Regions from separate parts of the Mus musculus genome. Here all the other regions are linked to region 1. Evidence: chromatin contacts called from public Micro-C and promoter capture Hi-C data. All regions are on one chromosome and are shown on one strand. Each heading gives the region's core, a stretch centred on a gene start, on an enhancer-like site or on the middle of the called end of the contact. The rest is flanking DNA. Distances are from core to core; before and after follow the strand shown. Region 1 overlaps Gm34199 (a long non-coding RNA gene). Region 2 overlaps Klf12 (Kruppel-like factor 12). Region 3 has its middle 10 kb from the start of Gm23538.

Region 1 (4,987 bases), core at 1,110-3,609:
GAAGTCATGATGAAAATGGTAAACACTGGACTCTCAGGAAGACAAAGCAAAGTTGAGAGCAGTAAAAGTATTCAGGGAGTCTTCTGAAGATCTAAACCTTAACTCTTAGGGAAGAAAGTGTGTGTGTGTGTGTGTGTGTGTGTGTGTGTGTGTATGTGTGTGTGTGTGTGTTTGAGTGTGTGTGTGTGTGAGATAGAGAGAGAGAGAGAGAGAGAAAAGTGTGTATGTGTGTAATATTTATAACTTATATGTATATGTGTTATATATGTTTATACATATAGTCACATTTTCTAGATGTATAACTTAGAAAGTTAATAATATCAACACAGTTTTCTAAAAAGTGAAATTCAGACTTCATATAGCTTTGTCAAAAAAAAGAAGTATTAAGCAATGATAAAATATGAGCTGACTTAATTTATACTGAGGCTCTCAGGAAATTTGTAGTTTCTGAGTGCGATCTTAACCCCGACAAAGTCAGCATCTATGTGTTTAGGCAGGAGGCTGACCTAGTCTGGAAGCATCAGAATAAATAATACCTCATTGTATTTGCTTTGGCTTGCCATGAGTATTTCCCCACTCCTGGACTCCATGAACTTTGCTGAGTTTTCTATTCCTGACTTCTGGTATTTGGAATGGAGACTCATAAATGGAGATAAGAGCCTTGAAATTATGGTCCAGAATCTCTTCCTCTGCAGGCAAGCTTTAGCTTTCATTTCTAATTTCCCTTAGAAGGAGAACACACATATTGTCTCTCAAAATTATTTGAAAGGAAGCTTCATTAATCACTACGTGGCCACTTCTTAGCCTTAGTCCCAAAGGTCTGGTAAGCTTTAAATCCCTAGTGACACCTGCTGGGCAGACCTCTGCTCCTGCTGCACCCTTCCCTCAACCTGCCTCTTCCACACAAAACTGCTGGCCAGGAGGTGGGGGGCCCATTGCTGCCTCCTCAGTGTCCAGCCAGTCTGCTCTCATGCAGGTGACCCTCGCCCGTGTAGCCTATTCTCACGGTTCCTGAGTTCCTCTGCCTAGGCCCCAGGAATCAAACAAGAAGCTACCAAAGCAAGGCATGGAAAAGAGTGCTGGGGTGAGAAGGGAGGGAGAAGGAGAGGGAGAGGGAGAAAGGGAAAGGAGGCAGAGACACTGACAGAGAAATGGAAAGACAGAGAGAGACAGAGAAAATTTCAACATTCGGCAACCCCCCCCCCCCCCCAGCCCTAAGTTACTAAACTGCTTCTTTGTCTGTAAACTCTGGGGTGAACGATGCCATTCAGCCGTATGTTTTGTTCAAGCACAAACCAAATTATGCTATACTTGCGTATATCTGAACATATTGGTTTATCTTACATAGAGTTTAATTGATGCAAACTTGAACTTCAGTGTGTTAGATTTTCAGGGAAAACACCATCCTGCAATTCAGAGCGTTATGTTTTTCTTTGAACAAAGAGGAAAAAAAAAAAAGGAAAAAGGCAATTAAAACCCTGCTTTCTTTACTTCATCCACACTCTCCAACCACTACAGAAATCCTGTTTAACCTCTTGGAGTGTGACCTCTTCTGTCCTTTCCTGTCCAATGGCAAAATTTCCCTCTGAGCCAACATCTGCATCCTTGGACAGATGTACTTGTGTGCAAAGTCCATGTTAGCTGATCAAGCGTGGCTTTGTTTGCACTTATTCATTGCTCACCCAGCACTGTGTAAGTGGTTTTGCATATTAACTAAGTGCACAGTAACCTTTCTTTACCTCCTTAGAGCTCCACCCCCTCCCACCCGCCGGGGGAAATCAACACTGTTACTCGCCTAGGAAGCTGCCAAGAGGTTGTCATGGCAACCGTTCAGCTTTCAGCAGCTACTTTTCTGGTTTGAAGGGGAGGGGAGAGGAGAGGGGAAAAAAAGCACCATCCACCCAACACACTGAGGAGAACTAGGCAGTTTTCTGATCAGAGTTCAGATAAAGAAAGTCACAGTAATTTGTGGCCACTGACTAAAATAACCCCGGGGATGGGAGAGTTACCACATAAGAAGCAAACTAAAAAGGTAAGCGCAAGAAAAAGGCAGTAATTAAGTTATTCGGTGGTGGTCACAATATGAAGTATTTCGGATTTTGTCAGCCCATGTCATCTAAGATGTTATCTCATGAGTCTTTTTTTTTTCATCCCGAGCCAAACAAAGATGATTTTTTTTATGGGATTCCAAACGTCAGGGAGGCAGCGCAGGAGGGTAAGCCAGCCCCAGAGGGGGATGCTCACATCTGAAAGTCATTTCCCCAAAACTTCATTTAACCCAGGAACAATGCGGCTCTCAGGCACCAGGAGCTGGAACCAGGTGCAGTGCCAGGTCAAAAGGCAGCCTCCGGAGCTCCTCTCAGTGGGGGTGGCTGGCTAGGTGTGCCCAGAAATGGTCTGATTTCAAAGGAAGGTCTGGGTAGGGCTAGACAGGAAAGGGGCAGAGTCAAGAAATGAAAGTTAAGAAACCTAATGCCCGTGGGTATAGAGGCACCCAAAGCTCTGCTAATCTGTCTAGACTCCTGTATTGTCAGAAGAAAGTAGCTCAACATGACTCTTGGTGGCAGTGAGCTGCAGGGTGTGGCAGGAAGGGGCTCTGAGCACTAGAGTGGAAGGACTTGGAACCTGTGTCGCATCCTTTTTGTTCCCCTGTCTGGCTGTCTGATTGTCCGCCTGTCTGTCCATCTGTCCATCTGTCTGTCTGTAGCACCTACTTTCCACTGGCCAACAAATTTCCCAGCATCCTCAGTATTCAACCTTCTATATTATTGAGCCCCTTTAAGAAACAACATAGGAACACGTTTTGCCGTAGTCGTCAGCACACAAGCTACTTTCTGAATCTTGGATGTGTTCTTCAGAACCCAGCCGCAGCTACAGCATCCAGATACATTTAAAGGAGCTAATAATAACATGGAAACAAAATAAAATAAAATAAATTGAATAAAAGAAAATAAACATAGATGGGGCTGGGTTGTGAGTAAATAAAAATATACCCCAACCACCAGTGCTGTTTCTAACACGTGTTTTCTTTAATATTTTACTCGATTTTTATTATCTTTTTTTAATGAGTCTTCATGGACTGTACTCTCGGGTTCCAGCACCGGTTAAAGGAGGTATCCTTCAGTACCGCTGTAAGGTTATCATCCCTTTCACTAAATGATGGTAGGGAACTTTTGGCATGAGCCAACTTGTGCTCTGACCTGAAATCCAACTCCCTTTGCCAAACTTCCTGTCTCTGTGGTGTTGCTCACTTGCATTTCGGATTTGACTTTGACAAGCAGAGAAGAGTTGAGGGTAAGGAAAGAGGTGGTGGGCAAGGCCGTGAAAGAGATGTCTATAAACACTGAAGACATACCATGGCTGAAGCCAATATTCTTCAAGGTGGAGTTCAGAAGTACATGATGACAGACCTTCAAAGATCACAAGGAACAAGAAGACAGGAGTGTGATGAGGCCCAAATAAAAAGGACCAGGACCTATAACCATTTATTCTGGCCAAACTGCAAAGTTCTTGAGACTAAGAAGGGCCACTGATAAGATCAAGAACCTTGCCTTGATGCTGGACTTTTTTCCTGCAAAGCTGAGGGAAAGTTCTAAGAGCGAAAGGCAGAGCAGAGCCTCCCCTATGTCACGAATGTAGCTAGAGGCCCCGGCTTACATAACTGTCACAGGATACAGAATGACAGTCCCTCAGCCTACAGTAAATGTGATTAAATTATCTCATCAGACCCGTTCTCCTGAGGATTTCTACAATTTCAGAAAACCATCTGTTAATGTGACCTGTCTGCTAGACCCCCACACAGCGCAGGACAGAGACATTTGTATTCAAAGACATTGCTCCCTCCAGTGATCCGTTGGAGGCCTACCAAGTTTAGTCTCTGCAGCCAGTTGAGGACAGGAATGAGACATGGGGAAATAACAGGGCAGGAACGAGATCGAGCAAAGAGAAAATTCAGAAATTTGTTGTAACTCAGGCACAGATTCCTTCAGCTGACCTGATCTAATTCCAGCAGCGGCTCTCTCTGAAGCCCTGCCACAGCTGAATTTATTTTTATTTTGCCTGCTCAGAGGCAGTGTACGCTGAAGGCAAGAGCACATCACCTTCAGGGGAAGTACTGCAGAGTGTATTACTCACCCCGCCCCCACTGTGTGGAAAGGTTAATTTGAATAAGGCTGCTGCTTCCACAAATAGAACAGTAACGGCACACAGAGAGATGGCCAATGAGAGCAGCTTTCAGTGATGTCATACTTATACCTGCTTCTTATTATTTGCTGAATGGTAACAATGTGTGCCTTTAATCTTACATTTCATTGGTTAAAAGCCCTGCCATTCTAAGTACTTCTGGAGAGTTTTAGGCACTGCGTTTTTTTTTTTACATACTCAGATTCCCCCCCCCCCCCCATTTAGTGTTTGTACCTCCATAAACTGCTGGAAAGTGAACATTTTAAACATTTGTTCTGAAAACAAATATAGCAGACTTTATAGTTCAGGCCCTGCCTACAGGGCATCCCGTGGTCCATCTAACAAGTCAGGGACAGTGTGAGAAAGGATGCTTCATTGATTGCACCCATAGTGAGAACACCTTGTCTTAGTACTGTCCCTCTGATTTAATGGAAAACAAGCAAACTTATTTGGGTTATTTTGCAATGTAGTCTTTCATGGAGCAGAGCTTCCTTAAAAGCACTGGATCTAAGCTTTCTTACTGTGTAGGACTGAGGTCCTTGGAGAAAGGAAGACCTGCATGGCTTATTTTTGTCTTAAGTGGTTTAGAGTTTTAAATCAATTAAATTTTATATCATTAAAATGTGTCTCAGATCACTCAAACTCCAGGGCTTTTTCTGGAGAAACTCCTCCAAGCCAGCTTGGAAAAACCATACTCCCTTGAAGTGCAGGTAGATTAGTTATTCATGGGTTAGGCATTAACCAGCCTACTAAAGGAAGAAGAGGAAGGTTCTGGTTAGCACGAGACACAGATGTGAGTGGGAGG
Region 2 (4,987 bases), core at 1,018-3,517, 350 kb before region 1:
CAAGTGGATGAGAGTCAACCACAGACAGGCTCAGGTGATTCCTTAGGCAGGGGACAAAAGAGACAGGGCAACTCTGCAAGTGAATGGGCCAGTCATGAGAGGGAGGGGGCCTCTGCGGAGGTCTCTGCTTACCCCTTGTTCAGATTCCACAAGCTCGGTTTTGACTCTGACTGCCGGCATTCCATCAAGCATTAGCATTCTGTTCTCAAGGGCGCTGAGATTCTGAGGATAGAAGAAAGAGTGAGATTCAGTTCCGAAGCAGCGCCAGAAGAGGCCATCCCTGGGAGTCTTCCTTCATTGCCAACCCTCAAGTGTTGCTGACCTAATTCTTCAAGAATGGAGCCTAATTAAATGAGGATATCAGCATGACCAATTATCCTCCTATGTGAACTTTCATTTGAAATAATGACTAGGAAGTTGACTAAATCAATGTGACTCTCTGACCCCTGGGTTGGAGGTCAGGCCATAATAAACTGCGGTGTGGAAGCATTACATTAATTTATATGGGGCTGGAAAATTTATCACACCTTCTCAATAGTGGGAGGAAATACACGGCAAGGTTCTTTCTCTTATCCTTAGTTCTGCCAGCTGTCTTGTGTACAGAGCCATAAATGAAAAGTCAGATTAGAGAAAAACCAGAAAACAAACAAACAAACAAAAACTTATATTGTCTAAGCCTGAATAATCTCAAGACAAAATAATATAATCCTAGATTTGTTGAAATTTTATACTATGCCAATTATGAGCAAATGAAAATTCCTACATATTAGCTCCCAAGAAACTATTTTAAAAGAACCAACGTGGGTTTTAATTTCAAAGGGAACAGGTAAGTGACATCAATAAGGAACAGGACGTTATTCTTACACATTTTTTGGCTCAGGTTATTGCCTCTAAAGAAAAGCTACATTGAACCTGTGGCTCAAAAGAGTTCATGAGCTGAGGAGAAGATGAAATCCAGTTTATGTTTCACCAATTCTCTCTGCTTTAGGTACTTTCTGGATCAGACATCTACACAGGCAATCAGAAAGACACACAAGCGGGACCCAAATTGACTTGTAAAACACATCCCAAATATGCCAACTTCAACTCGAGAAGCTGAATCAACTCATGGAGTTGACATGACTGATCCTGAGGTTTCAGGGAAGTCTCTGTGCTCAGTGGCCTTAGAGAGGTGACAGGACACTGAAGAGATCTTACTAAGTGGGTATGCATATGTGTGTGTTTGTGTCTGTGTGTGTGATAAAAGAATTATACATATACATGTATAAATTTGTATTATATACATACAAATATATATTCCCAAATGTGCATATAACTTGTTTCTTGTGGGTTAATCTTATCAACTTATTAAAAATACATCTCAACATTTGTTAATTGGTGAGTACACCAAATCTGTGTATATGCATATATATGTCTATGCATATATATTTGTATGTATAATGTATATGTATATGCTTATATATGTGTGTGTATATATATTATATATATTATATATATTATATATACTATATCTATATCTATCTATCTATCTATCTATCTATGCAGTTCCTAAATACTTGCCTACAGGGTGATAAAAGGTAGTATTATTTCCGGAGTTTGATGTTTTTCACTTTTCAGGCAGCTGGTTTTCGTGAAAAAGTTAAATAAGTACGCCATTCCAACAAATCACAGGGGAGATTTTATTACCAAATTCTACCAACAGGGCACACGCAGAACCAGTGAAGGGCTCCCTAATGAGAATATTCTAAGAAGTACAACTTCGAAAGCCTCTCCTGGCAAATAGTTTCTTTGAGAAAACCAACAAGAAGAAAATGGCAAGCTGCCCTAGCTCTCCTTAGTCACAAGGAACATTCAAAAAGATCACATCTCCTGGCTTACTAAGACTTCCTGTCAGGTTTTCCCGGAAGTACACAGCGTTGACCATATTTTGCCAGTATTTCACATTCTAACAGATGCAGGCAAAAGCAGGTACAATATTGCTAGATATCGCTGGTGTACCCAGTTAACGTCTTCCAAACTTAGAATCCTTTCTTCAAGGCGGGGGTGGGATGGGTGGGTATCCGTTACACATGAAGTTCTCAGATTAGAACTTGTAGCTTGTTGCCTCCAGTTTGCAGCATTACCAGCTACTCTGGGGGGGGGGATGTGTGGCTCTACAGCCCTCCACCACTCAGCTAGCTTCTTTCAGCAGCTCTGGGAATCTCCCCCCACAAAGCCTCCCAAGGTCGTTTCCTTAGTAGTCAGTGAAGGATGAGTTTCCTACCCTGGAGCAGCCTTACCCAGCTGAGAAGGGGAAAAGATACCTTATAAGGGAAGGCTGGGCCAAGCTGTACATTAGTGTGGGGGTGGGGGTGGGGAGGGGAAGGACTGGCTGGAAAGGAAGGCTTAATGAACTGTTAGAGTCTGATTAGAGGCTAATGTCCCTTTTAGTGTTCTGGACCAATTTACAGCTGGTGTACTCTAACCACTGTCTCCACTTGCTGTGATAAACTTAGCAGTTTAAAAACTGCAAGCTAGCCAGGGCTTTGAAGTGAAAATCTGAAATCCTAACTGGGTCTATTTAGCCAGGGTCCATAAGTTTGTGTGTGTGTGCACATATGTTTTAATAAAGTCCAATTTTCCTTGGGAATAACCCCATTTCTATGCTTTTTCAGAAACATGCCCAGCCACAACCATAACCAACAACATAGACAGCAATGTTCCCAGCTGGGAAACACAGCCCCCATAGCCGAGTTCTTTCGGTCAGTAAAATGATTGATAATTAGTGCAGACAACATTGCCACATTCACAAATGAATCATATTAATCTCTACCCCTAGGATTCTAACCCCACTTAAAAGACTTAAGGAGCACTGAGAGCCCCAACACTCTGAACCATCACCAGGAAGGCGCTGGGGGGAAGTGATACAGCATCCAGTAGTCAGACAGAGTGAAGACACTTCTAACGTACTGGTAGCTACATCTTAACAAACAAGTCCAGACACATAGGATGTCAGATGACTGCAGAATTTAAGTATACAGTGGGTTCTGACAGTTTGAAGTTGCTGTCAAACATATCTTGCTACGATCTCAATGAAAACATATTGGCTATGGAATCAATGGGTCCGGTGAACCCCAAGAGGTAAACACAATGATATCACCATCAATCTTGTCCTGGAGCTATTTGTATACTTATGTTGGATCAATATTTTGATGGTATATGTCCCTCAGATTTATAATTTATACTATATATATATATATGTATAAAACTATATACTTATATACAGCATGTATACCTTGTTTCTTATGAGTGGATTTTATCAAAAGTACCACAAAATTTATAATAATAATTACTTGATTATTATACAAATCCATGTAAAGTTAATGAGAATGTCGCTTTGGATATATCTACCTTCCAAGTAAGCCTTGTGCCACAGTACTCCCACAGATGGCAGTTTTCTTGGTCAAACGTCATAGGAGCACAGGGGTGACTGATTCAAGCACCGCAACATACTCAGAACTGATGTGCAGCAAGAAGGTCTGAACTGCAGTGACAGTGACTCGGGCATCCATGGAATGGACATGACCCCTAGGTCAGCTTCTACAAATTGTTCTACCCTACAGCGCAGGACTTTTCTTCTCCCTCCTCCAGACTGTGAGACAACTGGAATAGCGAAGGCCTGGAGAGTCATTGCCCAACTGTTTAATCTCTATATTTAATTGCTAACCAGAAAGTTCCTAATGGTGTTTGTTTTGTTCTCTGATGGTCCAGGATATAGTTGCTTAAATATAAGTATCTTCTTCATAATATATACGGCTATGGGTGAAGAGACCTCAGTTGTAGCTGTCTCATTTTGAAAGTGATGTCAGAGATGGACAAACAGTTCAGAATGCAGAATGCACTGCACTAAATGTTGCCATAACTTTATAGCAGATTCGTACAGGTTTCCCAGGCAAACACGCTCAATGCACAGAGTACCGCCCACACGGTGGGTGTGCTAACCAGCAGGAGAAGCAACAGAATCAGATTACAGGCAACTTGAGCTTCTACATAAAAGAATACCTCGGAGGAGGTGACCTCCCATTGTGTCATTTCTACCACACTACCAAACATTAAAAAATAAAGTGACAGCAGTATTTGCTTTGTCAACCCCACCATAGATGTGGTGATTAAACTACTAGGTAGATAACAATTCCAAAACCTGTGCAGAAACTCCAGCGAAACTACTAGGTCCTCCCTCTCATTCTGAGTAAAGTTCGCACACACGTACTGGGTTAGAATAGTGCATGTGCCTAAGTTACCATTTCAATTTCCTCATCCTTCTGTTAACAACTAAAATGCCCACCATTTGCGTATTTCCTATGGACCTTGCTAAGCGCCGGCATTATGATGCTCATTTAATGCCCACGCCAACACAGTGGGTACCTCTAGCTAAGGTTGGTTGACACTGGATAAGATTCACACATCCCATAAGCAAAGGATTGCCAGTTCCCGAGGCCTCACAACTAGTCAGTGGCATCTTAATGCAAACACAGTGCGTAACCCCAAGCTTTGCCTTTCTCAATGATACTCTACTTAAACACCCATTCACACTCCTTTGCCCCTTTATCTTCCTTAGCAATACATGCAACCTACTCACAAATGCAAAAAAAAGATGAGCAAATTATTGAAGTTCCAATGAAAGGAGTTTTGGAAGTCTCAGTCACCATTCCTCTTAAGGCTCAGCTGGCTCAGTCAAGTGAAAATCTTTTGGTAACTGGTCGCAGCTATATTTTAGTGAATAATAATGTTAAGCCAAATCAACATCCCGTTTCAAAGCTATTTCATATTTCTTCATGTTAAATTGAACATATTTTTATCTTACTGAGGTTATGTCTCTATCTGTAAATGTCTCCTACTTCATTTAGCCCGTCAGTCCCAGCCTGGTTTCAGCATCAAGGAATTCTGTATAATTTCATCTGCAGTTTTTTTTAAAATACATTCTTGGTAGCTTGCCCATTATTTCCAT
Region 3 (4,987 bases), core at 1,415-3,914, 290 kb after region 1:
CTGTGCCATCCAGTATGGCAGCTGCTAGCCCCAAGTTGCCACTGAGTATTGAGTTTTGACAACAGTGACTAAGGAACTGAGTTTTAAATTTGGTTTAGTTGATTTAAGTCTAATCATAAATGGATACAAGTGGCCAGAAATGGCAGTCGTGCCCAACAGAGACCTAGAATGCTTAATGCCTTTATCATTCTACATCTAAAACCAGCAACTTGTTCTTATCTAATACACAGATCATTTCATCCTTGAAACCAACCTTTGTGCTCCTATTTGGACATCCTCCTAGTTTTCTTACCTACCATGTTTCATTTGCTTGCTCATATCTTATCTTCTCTATTAAGAGACATGCTCTATCTGGTAGCACCTTAGTCCATTTGTCTTGCTATAACAAAATATCATAAACTGGGGAATTATAAACAACCAGAGTTTATTTCTTACTGTACTAGAGGCTAGAAGTCCAAGGTCAAGGCAATGGACAGGTTTGGTGTCCTGTGTCAAAAGAATGAGAAGGTTCTGTGATTGCTACTTTCTTTCTGCTTCTAAGGAGGTTCCTTGATGATGCATCCTGAAGAGGGGACAAAGATGGAGTGTTCACTTGGGCAGAGAGAAACAAATGATGAACTCATTTCCCTGCTAATCCCATTCATGAAGGCTTTGCTGCCATGAGTCCGTTGCTTACTTACTAAGGCCACCTCTCCTAACTGTTTGTAGTGATGATTCTGTTTCAATACATAAATCTTAGGGATGCACACACTCCTAGTGAGGGTCCTATTTGCATCAGCATCCCTAGAACACCAGCTATTTTATTCAAAGGTCTTTACTGAGAGATTACCACCACTTTTGTATTGGCAGACATTTAAACATTCTAAGGAGAGACAAGTGTGAATCTCTCTTTTGTTACCAGCTGTTGAAATGATGGCCTCTGGGAGTTTCCTCAGGAATCTGGTGCTGGGAGGAGAAACTTGTCTTCCAAGAAGAGATTTCAAGGAGGGCGGTGGTGGCGCATGCCTTTAATCCCAGCACTTGGGAGGCAGAGGCAGGTAGATTTCTGAGTTCAAGGCCAGCTTGGTCTACAAAGTGAGTTCCAGGACAGTCAGAGAGAGACAGAGAGAGAGAGACACAGAGAGAGAGAGACAGAGAGAGAGAGACAGAGAGAGAGAGACAGAGAGAGAGAGACAGAGAGAGAGAGACAGAGAGAGAGAGACAGAGAGAGAGAGACACAGAGAGAGAGAGACAGAGAGAGAGAGACAGAGAGAGAGAGACAGAGAGAGAAACAGAGAGAGACAGAGAGAGACACAGAGAGAGACAGAGAGAGAGACAGAGAGAGAGAGAGACAGAGAGAGAGAGAGACAGAGAGAGAGAGAGACAGAGAGAGAGAGAGACAGAGAGAGAGAGAGACAGAGAGAGAGACAGAGAGAGAGACAGAGAGAGAGACAGAGAGAGAGACAGAGAGAGAGACAGAGAGAGAGAGACACAGAGAGAGAGAGAGAGATTTCATAGTGATGACAAACCGTAGTGCAGATGGGTCAATGGTGCCATGCCTACACATTGACTTGGACTGCCCAATCATGCATATATCCTACCATCCATTTAAACCTACACCCTATGACAGGACCTGGAAGATGGACTTTGTTCCTCTTCCCAGTGTGCCTCACTGAATAAATTTCCTTTCTCTGTGTTCATTGTTACTTTAGGTTTAATTGGCCTCCTGAGGACGGATGGCTCAGCTATTTGTTAGTGCTGCCAGAGCCAGATTCGATTCTAACACATTACGGGAGTGGAAGTGGCTGCCTCTTTTCCACTCAAGCAGAGTGCACAAGTTTCCCAGGCTGTGCACCATCGAGGTCTTAGTTGGACAATTAACAAAGGACTTGGGAACCATCTAATCCTTAGCTTATAAGCATTCTTATGTTCTTCCCGTTTGACATCTACATTTTTACTCGTAATGTATGTTAGTGCAGCTAGGGTTTCTGAGGGCCATTGCCTTACTTACTAGACATAGAAAATGGAGTCATAAATAGAAAATGAATAGGCCCCCACTTGACTTTGGAATTACCCTGGCCTTCAGGGTCAGAGGAAGGGGGTCACTGCTAACCCCACATGCAAACAAAGGCAGGTGGCCTGTACTGCCTTGCTTGTTCCTCACCCTTCCTCTCAGCAAGCGACCCTTTCCAGGCTCATCTGTACAGACATCCTGAGGAAGAAGAAAAGCCACCCAGTGTCTGCCCTTTCTTCCTAGCATAATGTTTGAAAGCGTAGACCTTGGCCAGATGGGACACACTTGGCAGATGTTCCGGAGCACAGCATTGCAACTGAAGAACTTTCTTCTTGGAACTCTGTCCCAAGGGCAAGGGTAGGGGTGAACAATCGAGGATGGCTGAACCCGGAGAGGCTCTGCTCTTGGCCAGCTGCAGCCTCTGAGGGATGTCACAGCCTGAGGCACTATCAGTCCTTGTAGCTTTCCCTATAAACTGGACTTACTAGCAGCCAGCCCGTGCCCAGCCTTGCCCGGGACTGGAGGGAGAGGGAGGGAGGGAGCTAACAGCACGGGGTGGGGAGGGTGGGGGGTGGGGTGGAAAAAGGGGCGGCACAGGAAGTCAAGCTGAAGCTGGGAGTGAGGACAGCAAGGGGTGGGCCGGGAGGCAATGAAGTCAGAGGCAGCAGGGACTGCAGCTGAATCAATTTGGAGCTAAAAATAGCGCCTTGCCGCTTCTGCCTCCGCAGTGATTTCCTAAAGGTCTCAGCTGCGCCTTGGAGAGAAAGCCAGCGTGTGTGTCCCCACCTCTCCTCCCAACTGGTGAGCGGAACAAAATAGCGGAAAGCAGCGGGAGCAAAAGAGACTTCCTCGGAGTCTCTCTAGACTGCAGCCTCCCTGTGTGCAGAGCCCCTGAAAGGGCCTCTGCTTCACCTGTTTTCCTCTGGAGTGGGATAATTCGAAATAAGGTCTTCCGAGTCTGAAAAGAGGTAAAGATCCCAGACATCTATGAAGAATCCAGACAAATGGGGCCCTTGACTTTCAAGCCGAGTGCATCAAGCATAGGACTGTCCATTCTAAGACTGAAACTGTTTACCAGACACAAGATAAAAGTCCTAATCTTCAAAGATGGACCATCGCAAAACAAACCCGCCCATGCTGGCCATAGGTGAAGGTCTGAACCTTCTGAATAAAGTTTGCCTTTTTTCAGGAGACACCAATTTAGGGATCAGTTTCCCTGATTGACCCCTCCACCCACCCCCAACTCCACCCCCACCCCCACTCACACACTGGCTAAGAAAAAGACAGCGCACATAAAAGTTTGGCACTTGGCAGAGTGATTTTCCCCCCCGCAGTGTGGGGAGGTAACCTTTCTGCAGCTACATCTTGACATTTGCATGGATTCAAATGCATCATAGGTAATGGCACCTGTGTGCCGAAGCCTCCTGATTTGTCTGTTCCAGCCACGGTCTGAATGAGGACTTTCGAGCTGAGAGATCGAAGGCAAAAATGTGCATACAAATTATGGGAGAACAGATAATGGGACGGACCATAAAAAGGAACAGGTTGGATTGATGTCTCGCGGCTCTCCTGCAGAAAGCATCTGTTCAGATTAAACAGCCCAGCTTTGGAAAGTGTCTAAGCTAGAGTCTTGATTTTAAAATCACCATTAATAATCATCTGTCCATACTTTTGAGTTAAGTATCAATTGTATATCCTTCAGAAGGAAACTAATAACATATACCTAAGCCCCAACCGTACAGGCAATCTTTTCAAAGGGAAGCCCAGTCCTCAATTCTTACTTTTAATCAAGCAAATTTGAACTATCGATGCTCATCTGTGGAATATGTGGAGACACATTAAAGGTTTCAAAGACCTCAGACACTATGAGGTTCTGTAGGTGAAGCCCCTTGTTCATTGTCTGTCTTGCTTTGAAATCGGTTCACTCTCCTGGAAGGAAGCAATAGTTCCTGTCAGAGAGAAAAGCAGAACACTGCCCAACTTGCCAATTTGACAAACAGCAAACTGTTATCAAGCACATTGGGAATCCGGCTTTCTCAGGAGGACCTATTGTTTACAGAAATATCTCAGCTGAGAAAGAAGTAAACATTGCCCCTGAGCTGCTGTGATAAAATTCGCATGGCTTTCTAAGGGTATTTATAACCTTCGAGGGGGAAATCTGCAGAAAATTTAGAATTGCTACAATGGTCCCCTTTGGTGCTTCTAATAATTTTTGGGCCTATTTCAATATTCCAATGACTGTTTTCACTGTCAAACAATGACCTCTGAAGTGAAGCCTATTTCTGCCCTGTTGGGCTCCTAATACAATTAGTAGAATTAGAAATGGGTAGGATGAATGCAAAAAGGAAAACAAATCAGTACTTAAGATGTAATAGAACTACATTTATTTTGTTCTGTTTTGTTTTGTGTTTTGTTTTGTTTTGTTTTGTTTTTTGTTTTTTTGAGACAGGGTTTCTCTGTACAGCCCTGGCTGTCCTGGAACTCACTTTGTAGACCAGGCTGGCCTCGAACTCAGAAATCCACCTGTCTCTGCCTCCCGAGTGCTGGGATTAAAGGCGTGCGCCACCACGCCCGGTATATTTTCTTATAAAGATATATTTGAAAATATGAAATCGTTTTTGAAGTTTAACTAAACCATCATCATCCGAGTCACGTTTAAAGCACAAATGACAGCTTCCCAGGCCATGGTGGGAACACTTTGGTGTTTCCTATTTCTGGGTGACATTAGGACAGAATGAAAAATTATTTCACTTGTAGTGTGAGGGACTGTACAATAGAAGGCTGGGTCCTGCCCAAAGAGAGGCACCGTAGGAGTCTCAGAAGCTGTTTGCTGCTCTTGTGTTTAATCTCATCTAAGTAAGTCCTAGTGCCTCAGAAGCAGACGCTATAGTGGCTAGGGAGCAAAGAGAACACTCGAGGTTCATCTGGCATGTTAGGAGTGAAATGAGCCAGGGGAGCCACGGGGAGATAGACGTCCTCCAGGTGTCTGGTCAG

What was found. Promoter capture Hi-C pulls out the DNA fragments that hold promoters and counts their contacts. Hi-C and Micro-C count contacts between places; a contact is called where the count stands out from the background.
Region 2: a contact with region 1 is called in a Micro-C map of embryonic stem cells, with 2.3 times the contacts expected there. The contact joins two enhancer-like sites. A contact is called at or near these places in 1 of 484 Hi-C or Micro-C datasets (embryonic stem cells), 4 of 115 datasets of contacts at active chromatin or transcription factors (cardiomyocytes, embryonic basal ganglia, embryonic stem cells and 1 more) and 1 of 9 other capture datasets (embryonic stem cells).
Region 3: a promoter capture Hi-C map of liver shows a contact between it and region 1, with 4 times the contacts expected there. The contact joins two enhancer-like sites. A contact is called at or near these places in 11 of 39 promoter capture datasets (the 3T3-L1 cell line, 3T3-L1-derived adipocytes, cranial neural crest and 7 more), 10 of 484 Hi-C or Micro-C datasets (the HL-1 cell line, the N1E-115 cell line, adipose-derived mesenchymal stem cells and 5 more) and 7 of 115 datasets of contacts at active chromatin or transcription factors (the 230-238 cell line, astrocytes, embryonic stem cells and 3 more).

Annotation. Positions count from the first base shown.
Region 1 is chr14:100,457,507-100,462,493 of GRCm38.p6, forward strand. The region is part of intron 5 of Gm34199 (a long non-coding RNA gene); the gene reads left to right. Among named protein-coding and RNA genes, the nearest start is that of Gm26367, 42 kb to the left of the region's middle. Within about 2 kb of position 2,360, at least 157 of the 459 cell types and tissues checked have an H3K27ac peak or open chromatin away from gene starts, as enhancers often do. A contact at or near this core is called in the 230-238 cell line, the N1E-115 cell line, astrocytes and 7 more, where this site is marked.
Region 2 is chr14:100,109,639-100,114,625 of GRCm38.p6, forward strand. Klf12 (Kruppel-like factor 12) reads right to left here. Exons shown (of 7, transcript NM_010636.3): 2 at 133-222. Among named protein-coding and RNA genes, the nearest start is that of Klf12, 38 kb to the right of the region's middle. Within about 2 kb of position 2,268, at least 20 of the 459 cell types and tissues checked have an H3K27ac peak or open chromatin away from gene starts, as enhancers often do. A contact at or near this core is called in embryonic stem cells, where this site is marked.
Region 3 is chr14:100,747,662-100,752,648 of GRCm38.p6, forward strand. No RefSeq gene overlaps it. Among named protein-coding and RNA genes, the nearest start is that of Gm23538, 10 kb to the right of the region's middle. Within about 2 kb of position 2,665, at least 183 of the 459 cell types and tissues checked have an H3K27ac peak or open chromatin away from gene starts, as enhancers often do. A contact at or near this core is called in the 230-238 cell line, the N1E-115 cell line, astrocytes and 6 more, where this site is marked.